Linked DNA regions of Mus musculus: regions 1, 2 and 4 are each linked to region 3. Evidence: chromatin contacts called from public HiChIP or PLAC-seq data. All regions are on one chromosome and are shown on one strand. The core of a region is the stretch at or near the end of the contact, and the rest is flanking DNA. Distances in the headings are between cores, read along the strand shown.

The links. HiChIP or PLAC-seq counts read pairs in DNA pulled down with a chosen protein or histone mark.
Region 1: a FOXA1 HiChIP or PLAC-seq map of pancreatic cancer cells shows a contact between it and region 3. The contact joins two enhancer-like sites. A contact is called at or near these places in 7 of 484 Hi-C or Micro-C datasets (the MC38 cell line, cortical glia, granulosa cells and 4 more) and 3 of 115 datasets of contacts at active chromatin or transcription factors (embryonic midbrain, forebrain and pancreatic cancer cells).
Region 2: a contact with region 3 is called in a FOXA1 HiChIP or PLAC-seq map of pancreatic cancer cells. The contact joins two enhancer-like sites. A contact is called at or near these places in 3 of 115 datasets of contacts at active chromatin or transcription factors (embryonic hindbrain, forebrain and pancreatic cancer cells).
Region 4: an H3K27ac HiChIP or PLAC-seq map of embryonic fibroblasts shows a contact between it and region 3, with 7 times the contacts expected there. The contact joins two enhancer-like sites. A contact is called at or near these places in 3 of 484 Hi-C or Micro-C datasets (adipose-derived mesenchymal stem cells, colorectal tumor organoids and embryonic fibroblasts) and 1 of 115 datasets of contacts at active chromatin or transcription factors (embryonic fibroblasts).

What each region holds. Positions count from the first base shown.
Region 1 is chr2:137,133,199-137,135,898 of GRCm38.p6, forward strand. No RefSeq gene overlaps it. Among named protein-coding and RNA genes, the nearest start is that of Jag1, 18 kb to the left of the region's middle. Within about 2 kb of position 1,258, at least 17 of the 459 cell types and tissues checked have an H3K27ac peak or open chromatin away from gene starts, as enhancers often do. A contact at or near this core is called in pancreatic cancer cells, where this site is marked.
Region 2 is chr2:137,152,702-137,155,401 of GRCm38.p6, forward strand. No RefSeq gene overlaps it. Among named protein-coding and RNA genes, the nearest start is that of Jag1, 38 kb to the left of the region's middle. Within about 2 kb of position 1,305, at least 21 of the 459 cell types and tissues checked have an H3K27ac peak or open chromatin away from gene starts, as enhancers often do. A contact at or near this core is called in pancreatic cancer cells, where this site is marked.
Region 3 is chr2:137,714,741-137,717,440 of GRCm38.p6, forward strand. The region is part of intron 5 of Gm14064 (a long non-coding RNA gene); the gene reads left to right. Among named protein-coding and RNA genes, the nearest start is that of Gm14064, 53 kb to the left of the region's middle. Within about 2 kb of position 1,346, at least 61 of the 459 cell types and tissues checked have an H3K27ac peak or open chromatin away from gene starts, as enhancers often do. A contact at or near this core is called in embryonic fibroblasts and pancreatic cancer cells, where this site is marked.
Region 4 is chr2:137,012,767-137,015,466 of GRCm38.p6, forward strand. All of the region lies in intron 4 of Slx4ip (SLX4 interacting protein), which reads left to right. Among named protein-coding and RNA genes, the nearest start is that of Jag1, 100 kb to the right of the region's middle. Within about 2 kb of position 1,400, at least 26 of the 459 cell types and tissues checked have an H3K27ac peak or open chromatin away from gene starts, as enhancers often do. A contact at or near this core is called in embryonic fibroblasts, where this site is marked.

The DNA.
Region 1 (2,700 bases), core at 8-2,507, 580 kb before region 3:
GATATGAGTGATGTTTATTTTGAATAAGCAGACAGAAGTTAATAGGATCTAGAAGGGGAGTCCAATATGCTTACCTCTAAAAGCTTAGGACCTGTGGTCAGATCCCAACACCTATGTCAGAAAGCTGAGTGTAGCTGGATGTGCCCATAACACAAGTGTTATGGGGCCTGAAGATATGAGAATCCACAGGGCTTGGCATCTGCCAGCCTACCTCTGGGTTCAGTAAGAGACCCTGCCTCAAAGTACTAAAGTGGAGAATGATAAAGTAGACACCTAATGTTCTCCTTCGATCCTTGAGAGCTCAGGTGCAGCAACTAAAGAAATGTAGAATATATCAAAGAAAATAAGTCAAAAACAGCTGTTCTAAATCCATAATGATTGGTGCATTTGAACTCTGAGGCTCTTGATAGAGGAAGGAGTGTGAGTAGATAGCATACATAAATAGAAAGAGAGAAAGAGAGAGAGGGGGGGAGAGAGAGAGGGAGAGTGGGAGAGAGGGGGGGAGAGAGAGAGGGGGGGGGAGAGGGAGAGGGAGAGGGAGAGAGAGAGAGAGAGAAAGTAACCAAGGCCTGGGCAGTGTTTTATGCATACAATAATTGTTCATTGAAAAGATCTGTTGGGTTAATTCTGAGTCAAAATAGAAGCATCTAGGACATTGCTAACAGACTTGCTTCCACAGGAGAGGGAAGGAGAGTGGGGTCAGGTTTAGCAATGGAGAACTTAGCTCACCTGGGAAACAAAAAGGGAGCCAAGTGAGAAGGAGGTCTGTGTGTGTTTGTGAGGCCCATCCTAATAAGTAGGCAACTGAAGTCAAGTCTCCAACAAGGAAGCTGGCAGATAGCCTGTGCTTACTTGAGTCCTGCTTTAGGCCCTTGAACTTAGGTCCTGGAACCTGTTCTTTCTTCTCGTTGTCACAGGAAAAATGAAAAGGGTGGCAGGAAGAGTCCATTGTTCTCCCAGAGATCAAAGGTCATGCATACTTGTGGGCTTTATGTCTCCAGACCACAGCACAGGTGGCAGTGACTAACCTCATTTCATTCTGCGGACCGAGATACCCAGTCTCCTTAACCCGCCCTCCTGCAAACACTCTTCCTGTGATATACACAGTCTTTCTAGTGCTGGCCTCTCAGAGAGCTGCTGGATCAGTGGGTCTCAACCTTCCTAAGGCCACAACCCTTTAGTACAGTTCCTCACATTGTGGTGACCCCACCAGCCACGAAGTTAGCTTGTTGCTACTTCATAACTGTAGTTTTGCTACTTTTATGAATCATAATGTAAACATTTGCTATGAATGATATCTGATGAGCAACCCCTGAGGGTCACTGTGCTAGGTAGTTCCATAAAGTCCTTTTAGCTTGCCCTTGTCTGACCTAAGAAGGAATCACCTTGAGAAGCTGGTACATAGATTAGTTTCTCTCTCTCTCAGAGTTTGACTCAGAAAATCTTAGGGTAGAGCCCTGGAATTTGCTAGGCAAAAACTCTTTCCAGGTATCACCACTGCCTCAGCTGCTGCTGCTGTGGGATCCATGAACTGAAGGGCCCTAGCATAGTCCTGTGCCCCTTCCCTATTTCTATTAGCTCCCTCAGCCCTGGATCTTGAATGTGGAGTGCTGTCTATCTTCTAGGGGATAGGGTTAAACTTTAATAAACTCACCAGCTGGTGTTAGTTGGGATTCTATTTGAAAATGTAGCTTCTCGTTAGTAGGACTTTAGCATAGTTAGAGCAACATGTCCAAGTCCTTTTCAGAGGAGCCACTGCTTTTTAATGTCTTACCTGAGCACATGAGATATGAAACTGTAAGAGGCATATGAAGGGTCATGGGTAGCATTAAGACTTTGAACATGTAAAGTCTATAATAAGTGATTTTTCTGCTTTCTTCGCCTTCTGTTTTGCTGTTGTTTTGCACCCCTGGGATATTTTGGGAGATATTCCCTTCCTACTGACATTCTTAACAATCTTGTTCCCACTGCTGAGCGTCCTTTGAAGTTCCAGTCTTAAGACATTTCCAGCAAGGTGTCCCTTTACTTCATCTCCATCGTCTGAAATAAAATCCTCAGTTTGATTTAGTTAGGCTCTCACCCATCTTCTTTATCAGCCCTGAAAATAAAATTTGGAACATGTAAAGGTATCTTTACAAAGTGTGGCTTGTCATCTGAATGATCTGCTCCAACAAAGCCACTTTCACCACTGTCCTTTCTATATCCTGCACGTGAGTTTTTGAGGTTTGGTTTCCAAGGGGAAGTGATAAGGCTGTGCTCCTGCTCCTTGATGACTGGAGGCTATGTCTGTAGATGGCCATGTTGGGAAATCAAAGCAGCCCAGTGATGGGTGTAAGCAAGAGCATCTTAACTCCTATTTGGGCTTTGCAACTCCTTGACCACTGAGAAGACTCTAGTGCTCATAGCTCATATCTCACCAGCCCTGTGCTGGGAACCCGGCAGCCATACAGTATCTGCATTGGTTTCTCCTGTCCCACAGATGCGTGGTTCTTAGGCAACAGCTGGAGTTTATTTTGATCTCTGTCTTTTGAAGCCAGAAACTGTTCATGTGTAACTTTAAAGAAAACTGCGATTTTTTTTCCCCTAGCACAAAGCTGCAATTTCAAGGCAGGATTCTATTAAAAACAGACAAATAATTCCCATTCCTTCCTGGTCCTGCCTATTGTTTTCTTAAGTTTGTTTGGATTCCCAGATTGAATC
Region 2 (2,700 bases), core at 55-2,554, 560 kb before region 3:
GTGTAAACGTTCCATGTTCTCTGGTCATGGTGATTCCTTGCTGCTTTTCACCCTGGAATAAGATTTGGACATGGATACTCTGATTGATGGGAACTTTTCTTGGACATACTTGAAGCTGTAATTTAATAAAATCCTGCTGATCTCTATCTGAAGTTATAGGCACAGATATGAGTCTGATACTGCAATCTATTTTACTAGAAAACAAGCCTTTCCCAAATCCAAATTTGAGGGAAACATGAGATAATTTTATTACCAATGATGTTTATACTTCTTACAAAAAGTTAGCTGCTACAATAATTGTCCATATACATGTCTGCATGTACTGATCAAAGCAGGGTTGCTAGCATATCCACCATCTCAAATATTCTATGCTATTTTAGTGCTTTCTGCTTTCGGGCTCTTTTGATGGGCAAACCCATTTAAATAAGAAAACCCATCTAGAATATGCAAAGAGGCTGCCTCAGTAAGACTGCATTAGTCAAGGAGACGTGTACAGTAGCTTGCACGTGGAAGTCGAGCAGGGAGTACATGGTCAGAATGAGAAGCAGCCGCACCGCCACCCTTGGCTGGGAACTGGAGACTAGTGCAGTAATGTGATTATGGTAATGATTCAACAAGTCATCGTCTGCTGCCTTTGTTCGCTGTAATTAACTTTTTGGAATTGCATAGCCTCTGTCTCTGGGCTCATCAGCTGGCTCAGTTTTTGTGTCTCAGGTCTGTCATTTCTCCCTGGGTCCAGGAGCCTCTAAGGGCATTGCTGAATGAATTCGTTGCTGGAACAAAGCTTTGGTGGTCGAATAGAGATGGCTATCTTTTGTTGTCAGACATTCAATCCCATATAGCAATCCAATTACTTAAGCTGTTTGTATCAGTCTTACTAGGCCTGGCCATTCAAGCCAGCTCCAATGCTGATCGCTGTGTCTTGGAAGAATGTGGTGGAACAGATTAGTGTTTTAATGAGAAGCTTTCTGAAGGCCAGATCTTTTTCATTGTGTGTGTGTGTGTGTGTGTGTGTGTGTATATATATATATATATATATATATATAATCATTTTTAGGTGAGGGCCCAGAGTCACTGTTACACAAGACTGATCAAAGGATGGCTGGAAATCTGTACAATTGCTTGAAGAAATTTTATGGGTTATAAAATATTGGCACGGGTTCTGTCTGCTATGGTCTATCTGACTGAAATCTCTGGTAGGCTGGGAAAGGAAATTGCTTATTGGCATTTATTCTGTGGGATGGATATCTCTGGAGTTTGCATTTGAACTCTTTCTTCACTGTGCTACAGGTCAAATTCTGTACTCAGCACGAACATTCCAGGAATGTGGGCTGCACAAAATCAACATAAGCCTTGCTCCATATTCTGCTACCCAGAAGAAACACACACACACACATACACACACACACACCACAGTGACCCCGATAGGGGTTTCCAGATAATTGCCAAGGAAAAAAGATCACTGGGTGGAGGAAGACGGTGGCAGTTAATGTGTGGATGTTGAAACCTGAAGTTAATGTGTGAGAGGGGAGTGAAATGAGATCACCAGGTCTACCAGGAAAGGTGGTAATTGGCTTTAAGGCTCCAAGAAACAATGCTCAGCCTCTGTGTGTCATGCCTTTAGTTCTGGAGATGTTTATGAAATGTCACGTGAAAACAGGTTCATCTTAAAGGAAGCTAGTATGTCATACCTGAAAGATTTTCAACAAACAAACAAAATTTTTTATTTTAATGTAGAAACTTTTAAACAGATGCAAAAATATTCTGCTCTTGGATTCAATAATCATAGGAAATCTTGCAGCTAGGGGCCAACCTCTGACTCCAGCAGATTTCATATATTGCTATTACATTCTTAAACCAAACAGAAAAAAACAAAAACAAAAACAAAAAAAAAGAAACCTCAACAGCATTAACACCTTTAGAAATATTGACAGTAATTCCTTAATCATCACCAAAACAGACACTTTTTGATTTTTTCATAGTCAAAATTTGTAAAGATCTGATGTTTAGTTTTCAGTATGGGCTATTTGAGATGATTTTAGATCATAAAAGTCCTATTTACCTATTACCCCTGTCATATAAACTGGTGTCAGATACTATTATTGAGATTAAATATTAGAAAAAATATGCTGTGTTTATATGGGAAATGTAGACAATCACAATACTTGTCATTAGTTTGCAAAGATGCTCATATGTGCAGTGTAGATGCCTTGGTTTTTTGAATAGCTTCTGAAGATAGCTCAGAGGATTGAGGAGAGGGGAAGAGCACAAAGGGATACTTCCCTCAGTGTGCTCCTTGTCCCAAACCTTGACTTTCATGCCTCTCTCTCACTGTCCATATCTCTAAACTGAAAAAAAAACCTAAACAAATGAACAAGAACCCAAACAGCATCTCCAAGAAACACTTCTATTGGTTTTGAAATTAGTCTGAGATTCAAACTCAGCAGGATTTGGTGATGAATTCAAATAATGGACTGAGATAAAGAGAGCTCATATCTTAAACATCACCCTCTAGATTAAAGTGGGAGAAAAGCCCACATCTATAATTTCAGCACTTGGGAAGTATAGGGAGGAGGATCAGAAGTTTGGCTCTATAGTGAGTTTGAGGTCAGCCTGGTATACATGAGACCTGTCTTGAGAAGAAACAGACAGACAGACAGAGACTGACAGACAGATACACTCTTCATATGACATAAAAGT
Region 3 (2,700 bases), core at 96-2,595:
TGAAAGCCAACTGATCATGTGGAGAACCATGCCTTCAGTGACTGCGTAGGTGATACTACTGACCATTGTGGACTGGACCATCTTCTCCACACCTGCTTTTGTGATGTTAGGACATTGCCTGTCACTGTGTACACCCCTGCTTGGAAAGATCTTTTTCTCCAATATTATACTAATGACTCAAGCAAATCTAAGTGGAAAAATCATCCGATTTAACTACAGAATGCGGTCATTGTAATTCTTAGCTACCTCATGGTCTGGCAAGAGGTGGGGTGAGAACACTATAGCAAGGATGAGGCAACCTTGGAAACCTGGTGCAAATATTTTCTGACGAGCCTTTGACCTGCCTTCTTGGCTGACTGTCATGTGATGAGGGGCATTTTGACTTGGGAGGCAGGAGACCAACTTTCCTGGTGAAGCTCAGTTGCCTATTTATTACCTCTGTGACCTGGTTCCCATCACTTTCATTCGTCTGAGAAAATGAGATGACCTTTTGGACCACATGTATGATCTTATTTAGTTTATAAATACCACGACATTTAGTTCACAGAGAAAAGAAAAAGGAAGGAAAAAAATCTGTAAAAGTTACTTATTTCTGCTCCTTCATTATCATTGGTGAAGAAGACAATGTCAGTGGATGTGTGCCCTGAGTGATTATACACACACACACACACACACACACACACATATATATATATATATATATATATATATATATATATATATATATGAGAGAAAGAGAGAGAGAGGGAAAGAGAGAGAGAGGAGGAGAGAGGGAGAGGGGAAAGGGAGAGGAAGAGGAAAAGGAAGAGAGAGTCTGGAGTTCATATAGCACAGGCTTGCACTGAACTCAAGATGTAGCCAAGGATAACCTTAAACCCTGATATCCTGCCTCTGCCCCCCAAATGCTGGGATCTCGGGTATGAGCTGCCACATCCCATTGTATTCTACTTTAATAGGAAAGGCTAGAATAATGTGAGAATGCTTGTCTATGTTGAGAGCGTAACCCCACACCTTTGTCACTCCAGCTTTTGCTATAGGTCAGGCTGAAGAGGAGATATTGGAGCTCAAAGTCTCCATCCCATGTGAAAACTGCACAAGTTCTGCTCCTGCAGGCAGCCCTTCAGAAACTACTTTGTACATTCTCACAGACTGTGTGTCTCAGCAGGGGGTAGGGGTGGCTGAGATGACACAGTAATGGGCCTCAGGTTTTGTTGGGTAAACAGTTACTCTGGGACTAGTCAGCACCAGCTGTCCCCAAGCAGGCCACAGGCCTCCTCCAGGCCCCTCCTCTATGCTCTGAGACCAGCAACTACCCACTGTCTCAGCTTCCACTTGGCTGAGCGGGGACTGGACACCACTGCCTCTGAGCAGAGCAAGGCCACTCCCCACTCAGCCTGAGTCAGACCAAGTGGATGGTATGAGCTCTCACTGAATGCAGACTAGAGTTGACTCAAGCCCACAAAACAGGAAAGTCAGACTTCTGTGGCCAAGGTCGCTTCACCTCCTCAGTTCCCAACACCCTGGGTCAATCCACCCTAACTGTGAGCACTGCATCTGTGGGAAATCCCAGAGCCTAGAAGGACCCAAGATGAGAGTGGGGGTGAAAAGCAGTTTTATTGTGGGAAGGTTTGTATGTTTAGGAGGGAGTTGCCCATGTGCCCTCATGAAAAAATTACTTCAAACTTTACAAACAAGGCCTAAAGTTCCGGGTTTTCACTGCTTGTCATTTTTGTGACCCTGCTTCATTAGGAGTCCCCAAAGCCTTGTTGTTCCATACTTCTTACAGTAGCAATCACTAAAAGGACTCTTTAGGATTTATGACTTGATATATATTTGCCCAAGGGGACTTGCTGTTTCAAAAGGTGGCTTTAGGCTGTCTTGTCTGCCCATGTGACCCGGGCAGCATTAGTTAGTGTTATTTCTTGGGCCCACCCTGGAAAAGAGGTGTGATCCTCTGTGAAGTCACTTACAAAACAACAACATGCCACAATAGTCAAGATATCTGTGTGTCTCCGTTCTCATTTCCTTTATGTACTTAGGCTTCACAGTAGAACACATACAAAAACATACTCCAAACCTGGCTGTGTACTCAAGACACGGCCTTTCCAACATTACTGCAGTTTTTCACAAAGTGTGTCTAGTCTCCAAAGCCTAATTGTGTAACTAATTAGTTTTGATACTTTCCTATGGGATTCTTATATTTGGTTTCATAGTACTTTATTAACTCACCAAATCAAAGTAGGAAGTTGATAATATTTATCATTTAATACCATGAGTACTAGTAGCCCCTTCTAGATATATGTTCAAGAGAAATACAAACATAACCCACAGAAAACCTTGCACGTAAGTGTGCATAGCATCATTTTTCACGGGAGGTAAATATCTGACAGTAATGAAATGTTCTTTAGCTGCAGAAAGTAACAAAGATATAATACTAGTCAAGAAAGTGACAGGTCTACATCATGGCCCAGTCTTGAAAATATGCGAGTGACAAAGCCGGCCTCCATCATTAGGGTTTGTACAGTTGGCTCAGCAGTTAAGAGTGCTTATTACTCTCCCAGAGGAGAAATGTTTGATTCTCAAACCCACATGACAGCTTACAACTATCTCTAACTCCAGTCCCAAGAGATCAAATGACCCCATCGGGGCCCAGGCACAGCAAGGTGAACATAAAGAGATGAAGGCAAAAACACCCCTGCT
Region 4 (2,700 bases), core at 150-2,649, 700 kb before region 3:
AGTCCCCAGATTACAATGCATTCTCACCTCTCAGCTTTTATCCATGCTGCTTCCACTTCTGTGGGAAAACTCTCACTATTTTAGGACTGGGCCCTGGTACAGTCAGATACTGGGGAGGAACACAAGTGTTGGAAAAAGCAGAGGAATTGTTGCTATTCATTGGTCACCTGCTTCTTGACTTTCCTTTGGTCTGCTTCCATCACAGCAGAGGTGGAGGTGGTCTGTGAGTTACAAGTCATGAAGTAGCCTTTCATTTTCCAAAACCACACCCTGCCCTGTATAAGATTCCAGGGTAGGAAAATCACCTAGCACAGAGGGAGAGAAAATGCTTTCCTCTTACCCATCCCCTCTGGCAGTCCTTTAGCATCTGCCTTTTAGTGCCTATTACTGAGTGTTAGCCGGTCAGACACCAGCACGGTTGTGTCTGAAATGGGCATTTCTAGCCACTTTTTCTTCCCATTGGTGGGGATTAAAACTAGGCTTTCTACAACTACACAAGTGCCCCACTGCTAAGCTATAACTACAGCCTGCAGACATCATCCCTGACTCTTTCCCCGAAGCTGAGAACAGGCTTGGAGTTGTGTAACTTGTCCAAAGGTCATGTAGCTGTGAAATGCCAGTAGCTATGTGATGGACAGCTGTCTAATGACAGGCTGTCTTGTGTTTCCTTTAAGGAGAGTCATGTCTGCTTGTCCTTTCTCTTAATAAAAATTCCCTCTTGTTATTAAGGCATAGTTCTTTTTAAATTACCCAGGTACAGGATCAGTGTTCTGCTTGAATTAATATATGCATCTTTGTTTTAAACTTTATATCTCCCATCTCTCATCTTGAGACAGAAAATAGACACCCAAATAGCCCATCTTCTAATCCAAAGTATCTGTTGCAATAAATTGGCTATATAGATAACAGTCCATTTATGTGTGTGGAGCAGTAGGATTTTTTTTTATTGCTTATTACTCTATTCTATATAACCTTTTCTTTTAGTTAACATCTAAGAAACCCAGCCCTTTAGAAAATGTCATAAGATAAATTAAATTTCCCTGAGTTCTGTGGTTTCTGTCTGAAGGGTTTTTTTCCCCTATGACTATGCTTTTCAGTTGAATATTTCTCTGAAGTCTTAGCTGAGGTCTCCAGCCAAAGTGCACATGCGTCTGTCTGCTCATCCTTTTGTGGCATCCAGGTGTGGTGTGTGAATGGCCAAGGCAGGAGTACAAGGCTTCCTCCCCACCTCCTCCTTTCCAGCCTTTGGGGATGGGGCACATCGCCATCGTGTTAGAAAATCCATGGGTGTTCACACAAGAAAAGAAAAAGGCAAGCATGGCCAAAACAAGCAAGTTCTTCCTATTCTTCCCTCTGTCTGAGAAATGTTCCCTCCCTTCCCTTAGTGCCTGATGCAACACGAGATCCTGCCAAAGAAAGCTTTCTCCTTGCTCTTCAGACACAGGCTTGTTGTGAGCTCTGCTCCCTGATGTCCCTGTGAGTGAAAAATGTGTACATGTAGAATTTTGTTTTGTATTTATTTTCCTAGACTATTGGAAACAGAGCCATTTCCTAATTAAAATAAATTTTGGAAGTGAAGCATGTTTCCCCTGAGCCCAGTCCTTCCTCAGCCCAAACCCGGCATCTTCAGGACAGACTGCAAATCAGCTGCAGCACACCACCTATATGATCCCCTGCAGCTGCTGCATCTCTTAATTTTCACTATTTTTCTAAAAAAAAAAAAAAAGACTATATGTCCAGTGACTGCTAAATCTCAACAAACATAGGGCCTTGATAGATACGCTATTTCTCATCATTCCTTATGTGAGTCAGCTTCTACGGCAGAGCTCTGAGTGCACACCCACAGGAGGAATGGTACTATACTCTAGTCACAGACAGAGGGTGTATAGGCAGTTTCTGACTCTCAAGGTACAGAAGGGAAGAACTGAAAAAAGGAAGAAATAGTCAGTTGTGTGGTTTTCTGAATAGTAAGCCAGCACAGCATATGCTCAGTTACCTGTTCTGTTAAATATTCATAGTTTTTACACATTGTTTTTGTTCACAGCCACTTAAGAATTGAAATGGATTTCCCTAGTCTGTCATAGAACTTAGTTGGAAGCATATGTTTTCTTTTTACACATGTGTTTAAATAGCTTTGGTTATTATTTATATTTCTCCCCATAATGTACTCAGTCAAAACATTTTCTAAGCTTTCATCCACATGCAAAAAAAAAAAAAAAACCTTAAAAAGGACAATAATGCAAACAAGTGCCTGCAAGCCCTCTCGTGAATATACTGTGGCATCAGCAGAGATTATTTTTCCAAGAATGGGCAATTTGTAAAACTTAAACTTTTAGACATTTTGTAAAAGTGCTAAAGCAGCAATGACAACTCAAGATGCTTTGCTTTCTCAAATGTGGGGGAGATGGTGCTCACCACTTACTGCAATATATAGAAAGCAAACAAAACTCTGAAGAGTAATGGTCCCACTTGCTAAAGTCACCTGATAGGGAGGGATATTGCAGAGTTTTGTCATGCTTTGTCTGCTACATTTTATACAAAATCAAATACAAAAGTGCTCAAAGAGAATTCTGTGAACAAAACAGAATTCTTTTCAACACATGAAGTGCTTGGTCTTCTATTGATCTACCTGAGACAATGTGGGCTGTCAGGGTGGACTTTATTAGAGTGATCCTACTGGCTGGGGAGTCTTCTGCTGCC